Linked DNA regions of Anas platyrhynchos: region 2 is linked to region 1. A link is a contact called in public Hi-C data. All regions are on one chromosome and are shown on one strand. The core of a region is the stretch at or near the end of the contact, and the rest is flanking DNA. Distances in the headings are between cores, read along the strand shown.

Region 1 (5,115 bases), core at 1,623-4,122:
TGTTGTAAAACCTCCGCGTTTGCTGTAGCTGCTGAGGCAAATGTCACACCCCATTAATTTTTGCTCTCCACCCTGTTGATCTGAATCTTCATGGGACTGCAAATGCAGTTCAGATTTCATCACTGCCGTTTTCTGCAGCAGCCCCTTTCAAGCTGAAGCAACTAAGACAGCACTTCAGTTTGATTTATTACATCTTGGCATCTGTTGACTGTACTTACTTTTAGAGCATAAAGTACTCAGAACAGTTATTTGCATTATTATTCCAAAAGTCTGCTTTGGAAACCACAACAAAAGGCACCAAATAGCAATGCGGGATGCAAATAGCAGCGGCTGGATGAAACTCAGGTGTATAGCAAAGAGGAAAGAAAGCGAACAAAGGAGGCAGCAATAACACACGTATCTTCTCAAATAGGAGGAATTCTTCATGGCAAGGGAGGGATGGCACAAAACTGCAAGTTCTGAAGCCCACCGCTGAACTCTCAGCCCCTAATGGCGAACCCATCTGGAGCCTGCCTTTGGTCCTGTAAGGGTTGGTTTTCCCCTTTAGTGTCCAGATAAAACACAGTAACAAAAGATGATTGCTGAAAGCGGGCTGAGGTCTGTTCTGAAGGATGACCTTGCAAAGCCCCACGAAGCCTTGGAGTCAGTGTGGTTTCACAGCATTAGTCACTGGGGCCACAGATGTGAGTGCAGACAGCTCGTCTCTAAACGCATAATGCAAAGAACTGTGTGCAGTGCAGGGTCGTGCCAGCTCTAACAGAACGGGATTTCTTCCCCCATCGCTGGTAGAAAAGACTCATTTCTTTCTGTTAACACCAGCAGAGGTAATCCAGCCTCATGGGGACAACTGATGGAGCTCCAGTGATGTAATCTTCCATTAGACCCTGACTGATGCAAACCCCCAAGCCCAGCACTACCACCACCACCTTACTTTTTGCCTCCTGCATGAAAGAAGTTTCAAAAGAGCTCCAAGAGACAAGGAAAGCCCAAGGAAAAGCCCATCAGGAGAAGTCCTCCCCTGATATCTCCATCATCAGCACAGTGAGTTCATACCGTGCAGGTTAGGTACACCCTATGGGCAAAAAATGGACATCAAAACTGGACAGAAAATGAGCAGCCCCCTGGGAAACACTGCTGTGCTCCCCATGAGGCACAGCCACACCATCCACGGAAAGCTGTCCCCACGTCATACACTGAACAGAGAAAGAAGAGCGACTTTGACAATGCAACAGAGATTGATTAAAGGAATCAAAATGAAGTCCCCAAATTTATTTTTAAAAAGTGACACCAAAGAAAATGAATTTAATAACGTATAGCTGCCTACCGTTACCAGGGGCAGCTTACTTGCAGTGACAGAAGAAACCAGAGGAGATATATTTTGCATGTGCCGGCATTTATATCTCAGTGGGGAGATATCACCCCGTCCTGATTCTATTTGCTTTGCTAAAGTAAAGACAGCCATTAGTTTGATGGAATTATGCTTTTAGAGCTAGGGGAAAACAGTCTCCTTTCTTGGCTGCTTGTAACATGTGAATAATCAGCCCAAAGTAAACAATGTGTGGTCTTGTGTGGTCTTTTTGCTCTTCATATTGAGCTGGTATTTCACTCAAATCTAGGAAGCGACAGGAAGTTGAGAATTCTGCACAGATACTGATGATCCTGCATTTTCCTAGCAAGCTCTAGAAAAGCAACATGTTTTGGAAAAAGAAAAAAAAAAAAAAGTGCTATTCCAGAGGGGAAATACAAGAAAAACATCTCTAGACACACAGAATTAATTAATACTCCTCTGAGTTACATAACTGAAGAATCCTGCTGTGGCCATAGTCACAGAATTTCCTGACTTTCATGAACACACACTTGAATATTCACGTATCAGTGGAATGCTAATCAATCCTGAAACTGAAAGGTCAGAAGAGTTCCTGAAGGCACCGTAACTGTGTATGGTGTGTAGTAAACCCAGTTCATGGTATGTGGTGGTTGCTCAGGCTGGGAAGCAGCAGCAGCGTGCAGCAGAAGGGCGCAGCACAGTGGGCTTTGTTCCTTTTGCTGCTGTGCTGCAGGCAAGGGGTCTGTTTGCAGCAAGGATCCTGAATGACGATGACTTTTTGATATGCTGCTACCCATTTCCAGATGAATACAGAGAGGGAAAAGGCCACGTTGCTTGTCTTGCCCATCATGTGCTCGCTCAGCCCCCACGTTCCCTGCCAGCCTCCCCCATGGCTGGGGATGCGCACAAGCCATCTATTTTGCAGGCTCCTTCTGCCCCATGGGCTCACCCTCAGGCTCTGTGCATTGTACAGGCAAGGAGACACAGCCCATTCTCATCCCAAGTCCTTCAACCATCAACTGAAATTGCAAACTAGATGCCACTGCTTTGAAAACCAGCACTCACGCAGTCTGTACGTACGTGGTGGGGTCACAGCTACTCCTGCTTCTCGCCACCTTCTGCATCTGCACCTCTGGTCCCTCTCCTTTGATTTCTCCCACGTTATCCCATTTTCAACATTGATGTCCTTCACAAACCAGCCTGCCAAAGTTACTTCTTCAAAGCCCTCTAAAAACCACCTGCTTGCCTGTAGTTGTAGGGAGAAGGGATGTGGGAAAGATTTTAAGGACAGTCTAAATAACACCACAAGACAATAAATACCCAGCCACACGCAGATACGTCCCTCAGCACCACGCATTCGCATTGCTTGCCCATGTCCCCTGTAGCTTTTCTGTGGCATTTCTGCTCATCAGCATACTTACTGCGCCACATGCGATCACAGTGAAGCTGCTGTGGGATGGGGCTGGCTCTGCCGTGAGCGAGACACCTCGCGTCCTCCGAGCCCCAGAACAGCACCGAGCATCTGCCAAGCGCATTCAGCTGGGGCAGCCTAGCAAAGCTCTGAGCGCTCTCTGAATATCGCCCTCTATGAGAAAACTGCCAGAAAAGGCTCCCTCCTGCTCCCAAAAGATAAACTTTGGTTGCCACATGTCCCTGGGGGGCCAGCCCCACTCCTTGCCCCCGCCAGCAGCGGCGCTGGCGCAAGGCACATTCCAGGAATGCTTCCAGCTGGAGCGCCCACGTCTTGCTCTCCCCTGTCTCTCCCAAAGGCTGGGACATGTTTTGGCCAGGCCTTTAAAGAAAATTCTTTAAATGGTTGCTCATTCTTGAGCAGAAATGGGTATATCTATCTGGAAGGTTCCAGTCCTTGCTGCCTGGTACATCGTACTGGGACTGGAGCCCAGACATAGAGAACATGCAACCTAAATCAATTGCTTGTAAGCAACAGCTTCAAATGAAAAAAAATGTCTGCAGATTTAGTTGCTGTGGACATATCTTGGCATTCGGACTAGCTACCAGCATAAGCGAGGAAAGAAGAAAACAAGAAAAACATCAGCTTTCTGGGATTAAGGAGCCTTGGTGATTAAGCTTTTTGATTTTCTGCTGAACCAACCAATGCATCTCAAATAAAAATGGCCCTTTGTTATTTTCCAAAACCCAAGAATTAACAAGATAAGCCCACATTCCCATCAAAGTTTTGGTCTATCATAAAGTCTTCTTTTAAATACCAAGCTAGCTCTCTGGGAAGAGCATGCAAAAGAGAACAAAAGAGCAGAAAGCATATGGTCACTGAGGCACTGAATGATGAGCTGTGCCAGGATGCAGGCTGGAGGCAGCGAGGGGAGAAAACCCTTATTCTCCTCTCCTGTGGGACATGGTTGCAAAGAAACAGACCAGAATAAAACAAAACTCTTATCTTTCAACTATGAGAAGGATAAAAAGCAACGGCAAAATCATTCACAACCAGGAGCCCTGTCCCTGTGGCACTCAGCAGACTGCGTATCACGGGATGCTGAGCCCCCGTAGGAAGCCCACGGCCCCAGGAGTTCTCTCTCTCCAGCTCCCACTGAGCTCCATTTCTAAGGACAGAAAATATCTGCTATATTACAGGCAGTCAAGAAGCACAGGCTTAGCCTGTGAACTTCTCATTTCCGTTAGATACGGCAAATCCTCCCAGGGGTCATTTCCACTGAAGTTGCTGGGTTTGTTTGTTTGTTTTATAAGGTGAATCATATTCTGCCCTTTAGGCTTAATACCTAAATCCCTTCGTAGATAAAATTCCTACCAACCCTACTAGCTCTGCAAGTTGCCAGCCTAATAACATCATATCCCATTGATGTCTATAGGCATGACGATCGATCAGCTCTACATAGCACTCCAAAACAACACGCCTGTCTGACTACAAATCTGTCATCTGTCTCACTGCAGACGTTGCTGTAGCACCTCCAGGTCTCAGGGTCTACTGCTACTGCCAGTTTCTGGTATAGCCCTGTCGTTCCCTCCATCTCACGCACAGCCCACCTGTCTGCAATACCTCCTACAGGGAGTAGAGCCTCCTCACAGATGAAAAGCCCCCTAGGGGAAGCCTAGGTCATTGCCAAAATACCGAGTTGTCTGTGTAGTTTTGGGGTATTTTTTTTTCTAATGAGTGGTTTCAGGGTATGATGAATCTCAAAAGGGAAAAAAATAAAATAAGATAGAGGCATTGACTCAGTTATCCAGCTCTCAGAAACATCAAATAAATTGCCCAGCTCCTCTCAATAATCATCTGCTTTCCTGAGCCAAATTAACTAAATTAAATTTCCAGAAGTCTTGTTAGTACAGTGAACCGAGGCTTTTCCCCCTAATTTATTAGGGCTTTCATTTCATTTCCGTTATCTGACTCAGCCCTTCATTTCAGAACTGGTCAATTTTAAAGCAAGTAGGTTCAGTAGCACATGGAAAAAGCCATGTGCTGGACTGCAACGGAGCCCGAAAAGCAGCAATTGCTGCGGGAGCAGCCACCCTGTCCCCGGGCCGCCCGGCACGGTGTCACCCATCCCGGTGTGGTGTCACCCATCCATGAATGTTGCCGTGGCTACGAGTGAGGCTCGGCAGCAAAGGCTGCTGCGGAAATGACATTGCCATGGCACCGAGGCAAGCGGGATGCCGCACTGGGCAGGTAACGCGCTCCGAATGCTGGACAGCATTGTAATTAATCAGGGAACCAATCAAGGTCTCTTACAGGCAGGCGATGCGCCACTTTGGTAGCATCCGCTAACATCGTTAAACTGGGGGGGATTCATCTG
Region 2 (5,180 bases), core at 1,423-3,922, 92 kb before region 1:
CTGTTAGAAAAGCACAATTCGTCAACAGGTTTTTCTCAATAAATAGAGATTTAAAGTTAAGGTAACAGCAGATTCAAGTTGTTGCTGTCTTATGAAAACTTCTATCCTAAATGAAAATATTATTATAAGCCTTAGTTTTCTCCTTACTGACGTGCCAGCATTATAAATGAACTATCAGGATTGTGACTTACTGTAGAACACAAACTGTGACATATGGTGATAGTAATAGCTTTTCAATTTCTTTTTACGACAGTAATCCCATTTTCTGCAAGTAATTATATGTATTTATTACACACTGCAAACTGCTTCATAGCTTTAATAACTTGCTATCTCATACTGCTTCCAGAAACCAGAATCCATATTCAATTTTCACGTCTGGAAATTTAGGACAGTAATTGCACTTAATTATTAGAAATTTTATAAGGTCCTTGGTATTCTGTGCCTATTTAGAAGAGATAGCAAATTTAAAATTATTCTCTACATCAGTAAAACATACCCTCATCTTTTGACTTTTTCTTGTGCTATTCTGCAGTTTTTGTTGTTGGGGAAAAAAAAAAAACAACACATAACAAAGAAACTAGGAATATGGTTCTTAAGAGACCACAGCAGAAGTACACATTGTTTTCTAGAAAATAACTTCCTACAGCTAAAGAAATGCTCAAGAAATAGGTATTAGTTTAGAAAGTCTTTAAAAGACTTTACACTTTCTGAACTCTTTCCCAAATCCTAAGAGCAGACCCAAAAGACACCCCCACAACATGCTTTTGGCAAGCGAATGTTGGCCACCCTTCCTGCTGAAGCTTGCCTGCTGTGCACCAAGGATACAGAGGCTCCTGAGGCAGCGAGGTGGCCAAATATTTACTGCTGGCCAAATATTTATTGCTGGCCTCAGCAGCAACGAGGGAGTTCTGAGCTCCATCATGGCCCTCCTTCCTCAGCTCTCCCTAGAGGACAGGATCTAGAAAGGGATCCTGGGCTGTGAACATGGACAGGACTTCTGCCTGGTGGGATCTTCCTGCACACCCAGTCTCCTGCTGCTGTCCCTCACTGGTACCCACAGTAGTTCCTCAGGTGACACGCTTTGTCACTCAGTCCCCAGATGATTTCCTATCTTTTCTCCCTGTTGAGAGACCCCGTTTTCAGTGCTGGGAAAGATGGTGAAAATAACAAATGCAACTTCAGCAAGAAGAGGCACAGGGCGTTAAACAAGGAAGGTTGCTTCCTACATCAGGCCAGGGTTCTCATGTATTTCAGGCATGACTTTAGCCACTCCAAAGTTTTTTTTTTTCTTTAAAAAAAAAGAGTTGGAAAAGCCTTCTCAGACCTCATGAATCATTCCCAGCTAATGAGAGTAAGATGTGGTTCGGCTATCAAATAAACATGCGTTATCTGCTCAGCCTTGGCGGACGTGACTGCATGGCTGCAGCTCATCAGCAGTGCCTCAGGCTTCCAGCGATTTGAATAAACAGGTAAAGATTAAGTTTCACTTTGCTTTTTTACTGTTGTGTGTACTGATTTATCTGGTAACTGAAAATCCTCAAGGAAGACGGTGCTAAATGCACTGGTGAGTTCCTATAAGGTTAAATTCACCCTTGTACCTGTAAGATTTTAGTAATTTACAGAAAGAAAACAGTGCTCTGAAGGTTCTGAAGGTAGGATGAACTAGAATCACCAATTATAACACATCTGGGGGAAAAAGGAAAAACAAGAAAGCAAACAGTGCTTTAAGTTTTTTGTTTGTTTGTTTTAAGTTCTCCTGGCTCTTCACTTCTGTCTGCAGACAGATACCAAATGCTTGGAGAAGTGTATTTTAAAAAGTTGTGGCTCTGGAAGACAGCAGTCATAGTCGTGTATATGGATGGGAAGGTATATCAGAACGCTCACACAATCCTGGCAAGCTGTATCATTGAAAAATGGGGCAAAGAGCTTCCACAAAGATACTCTAAAGCAGGAAAAATTCCCCCTGACGCCACCAAGACTGCTGCTTAGATAAAGGCTGATGTCTCAGATCATTGGAAGGGAAAGCACATTGGTGAGCAAATTTCATCACATCAGAGACAGTTCAAGCAGTCCACAACAGGAACATAACCATAGTGATAATAATTAAAAATATTAATCAGATGTGTGACTTCTGTTTGTTTATAATTTCAGCAAAGCTCTGTATTTCACAGCTTCATATAAAATAAGAGCTTTATGCATTTACACATCTAACTTAGGAGCAGAGTTGGCACTTTTCCTAAATCAATATATTTTTTTCCCAACACACCTGTATTTAGAGAATATTAAAAAATAAAATAAAATATGTGCTTCACCTAAATGCAACTCACTTGGGTCTGTCGTCGTGGGTGGATCAAATCAGCCAGTCCGGTGACAGCCCTGTGACAACCAAACAAATGATGGTCATGGCCATTGTAATACATCAGATATTACAGAGGGAAATTTTTCCCATCTTCTGAAATGTAAATATAACTTCTGTTCTACAGATGTGTGGAGATGTAACCAAGCAACACTTGATAGCTCGTAAGCAAATCCTAAAAACATCTCAAGGAGACTGCTTTCCATTTTTAATCTGTCTGTGTAGAAATAAGTGATCTCAGACAACTGGGGTTGATTTGTGACGGCGTGCAGCACATTATCTTTGCAAAGAGCAGGGTTTGGATGTCTAGCATTCCACCGTCACCAAACCATCCAGGAACCAAGGCTCTATCCTGGATCCCCCCCCTGCTCAGACCATTCCAGACCATTCCTGTGGTTTCACTGGCAGCAGCGTTTGGTTTGGTCGCAGCTGAGACAAAAGACCCTCCCTCTTCTTGTGTGTTTCTTCTTCCTGTTCCTGCCCCTAGCTGGGCAGCCCAACCTCTCTCTGCCTGCCAGGCACCTGCCTCAGCAGCTGCTTGGATTTATCTGACCAGAAAACTTGTGAGGCTTTTTGTTCTGTTAAATTGCTTCCTACACGTCCAAGCTGGCACCAAATGAGCCAGAGGCAAAACAGCAGGGGAGACATGGCTGGAGTGGGGAAGGTGGAGATGGAGGAGGTGGAGAAACACCTTCCCCACTGGGCCTCCCACATTTTTCTGCCACGCTGAGCCACCAGGCAGTGCCCTACCTACCCTACCGGGAAATAGCATGGACTGAGAAACACATTTCCCAGGGATGGGAGAGCCGGGGGGGACATGGGACTGGAAACTGATGCACCTGAGAGCAACCTACAGCTTTATTATAACTATTCTTCTAATAGTTTTAGGCACAATTTTTTGGTAGTCTGGGGAGGAACAAAGGCAGGAAGTACTGGTATAGTATTTCAGCCAATAAATATTTGCCAGTGTCCCCTCCACCTGATTTTGTTGTGCGATAGGCTAACAGACTTTCATTTAAAGTAAAATTAAAATTTCCCCCAGCCTCTCTTCTTACAAGCTGCACAGAATGGCTTGGGAGCTGCTGTGCTCTGAGCAATGCTTCATACACCAATTGCATCTCTCTTACCTTGTGCTCAGCTCATCATAGCCACCTGCTGTTTTCTACATCGTATTGAGACTGCGTGTGGAGCAACAGTCCTCTGCTATATACTTGCTCATATGCCTGTCTCTCAGGCTGGACTCCAGCTGGATTGTCTGTATGATTAAAAAAAATTAAAAAATAAAAGGATAATAGAATGACTATCCTGAGGAAAGAGTCCAGCTACTTGTCCTCAGAATACAGCCTGTTGTAAAAACTAAAACCAACAACGACAGCAACAAAAATGAACACAGTGAGGAAGGGTTCCTTTCCACATGTGTTGTTTTTGGGGTAGCGAGGGTGTAACAAGCAGCAGGTTGAAAAACATTTTCCCCCAGCAGTTTGATGTTTCCTCCGACAGCCTGCCTCGCAGCTGTGTTTCAAATTAAACGTGACAGACAAGTGATGCCACCGCAGAGGTTTGCTTGTGTGATTGATAGGAGTATTGTTGCAATGACCTCAAGGAAACATGCACAGCAAAAGACTCCTTGCTATTTGGTAGTGCTCTGTAGTACGGTAAGAGCTTGCAGCAGCTACAGCCTCCCTGAGATCTGTCAAGAAGGCTTACATTCATCAAGCACGGAACCGATGCAGTGCACCAGACAGCTTGCAGGCCACTTGTTTGCAACAACAATATCAAGCTCTCACAATACTATATCTATACCTCTGGAGAGTCAGATAGAGATAACATGATCTTAAGAGACAGGACTCTTCGCTCTCTGCCAACCGAACATTCAAGTAAAAACACCAGCGTAGGATGTTTAATGCTTCATCTGTGTCCAGCACAGTGACATATATCATTTTAGCAAGAACATCCCTGGATGATGAAGTAAACTAAAATGTTCACATTAAAAAATAACGAAGGGAAGCTATTCTTGGAGCCATTTGGGCCACCAGATTCTTCCTAAATGGTGCAGAAATATCAGCTTTGAATAATTAATACCTGAAGCAGGCAATTCTCACTCAGGAAAAGGAAGCAGCATAGGTCGGTCCTCCAGTAGTCCTTCCTTCCAGCAGCAGCAGTTACCTTTGGTACTGCCTTTCACAGGGGACTGCAGAGCAGCAATGACAGGTCACAGCCACGCTCAGCTCCGGGAGGGAGGGTCAAGGTCTATCAAGACGGCCTGTTGGAAAGAAGAGGGTTCATCATGTCGCACAGTCCTCCCAATCCAGGACCTCAACAGTCCTATCAGTGCAAGTGCTCCCTTCTTTTTCAGATCTGACCACAAGTCACTCACCTGCACATACAGACCTCAGGGATCACCTCCAGGTGCTGCTTCTTAAAAATGCTGGTCTACATTTGCAGATCCATTTGATAACAGAGTCGAAGACCCACTTCACTATGAGAATTTATGACGCTGACCAAGCATGGAAATACCAAGCAATTAAAACAGGTCTCTGCCTTGGAAGTAAGGGTGAGAACCAGAATACAACCTCATGTTCAAAGCCTGCATCTCCATGCAAGACCCTCTTCCTCACAAAACTTGAGCAGAGACTGCAAAAGTCGAGGGGCAGTTTTCAGCTGAACTTGAAACTAGAAAGACATTCTGGCAACGCACATACATGTAGCTCTGAGCACAAATGTGGCAGTGAGGTACCATGTTCCTGCAGGGAAAGCGAGCTCCATGACACTGTGCAACTACACAGCAAAATTTTAGGTTTTGAAACAATGGATTTCTAAAATC

Evidence for each region. Hi-C and Micro-C count contacts between places; a contact is called where the count stands out from the background.
Region 2: a Hi-C map of liver shows a contact between it and region 1, with 2.6 times the contacts expected there. The contact joins the enhancer-like site here to the promoter of KCNE4 in region 1. A contact is called at or near these places in 2 of 8 Hi-C or Micro-C datasets (liver and subcutaneous adipose tissue).

What each region holds. Positions count from the first base shown.
Region 1 is chr9:21,459,688-21,464,802 of IASCAAS_PekinDuck_T2T, reverse strand. KCNE4 (potassium voltage-gated channel subfamily E regulatory subunit 4) reads right to left here and starts at 2,872. Exons shown (of 3, transcript XM_021276891.4): 1 at 2,749-2,872. LOC140003211 (a long non-coding RNA gene) reads left to right here and starts at 4,804. Exons shown (of 3, transcript XR_011811460.1): 1 at 4,804-4,988.
Region 2 is chr9:21,551,048-21,556,227 of IASCAAS_PekinDuck_T2T, reverse strand. LOC106019236 (a long non-coding RNA gene) reads right to left here. Exons shown (of 9, transcript XR_011811326.1): 3 at 4,439-4,619; 4 at 3,484-3,611; 5 at 2,328-2,376. Among named protein-coding and RNA genes, the nearest start is that of SCG2, 44 kb to the left of the region's middle. Within about 2 kb of position 2,672, at least 4 of the 8 cell types and tissues checked have an H3K27ac peak or open chromatin away from gene starts, as enhancers often do.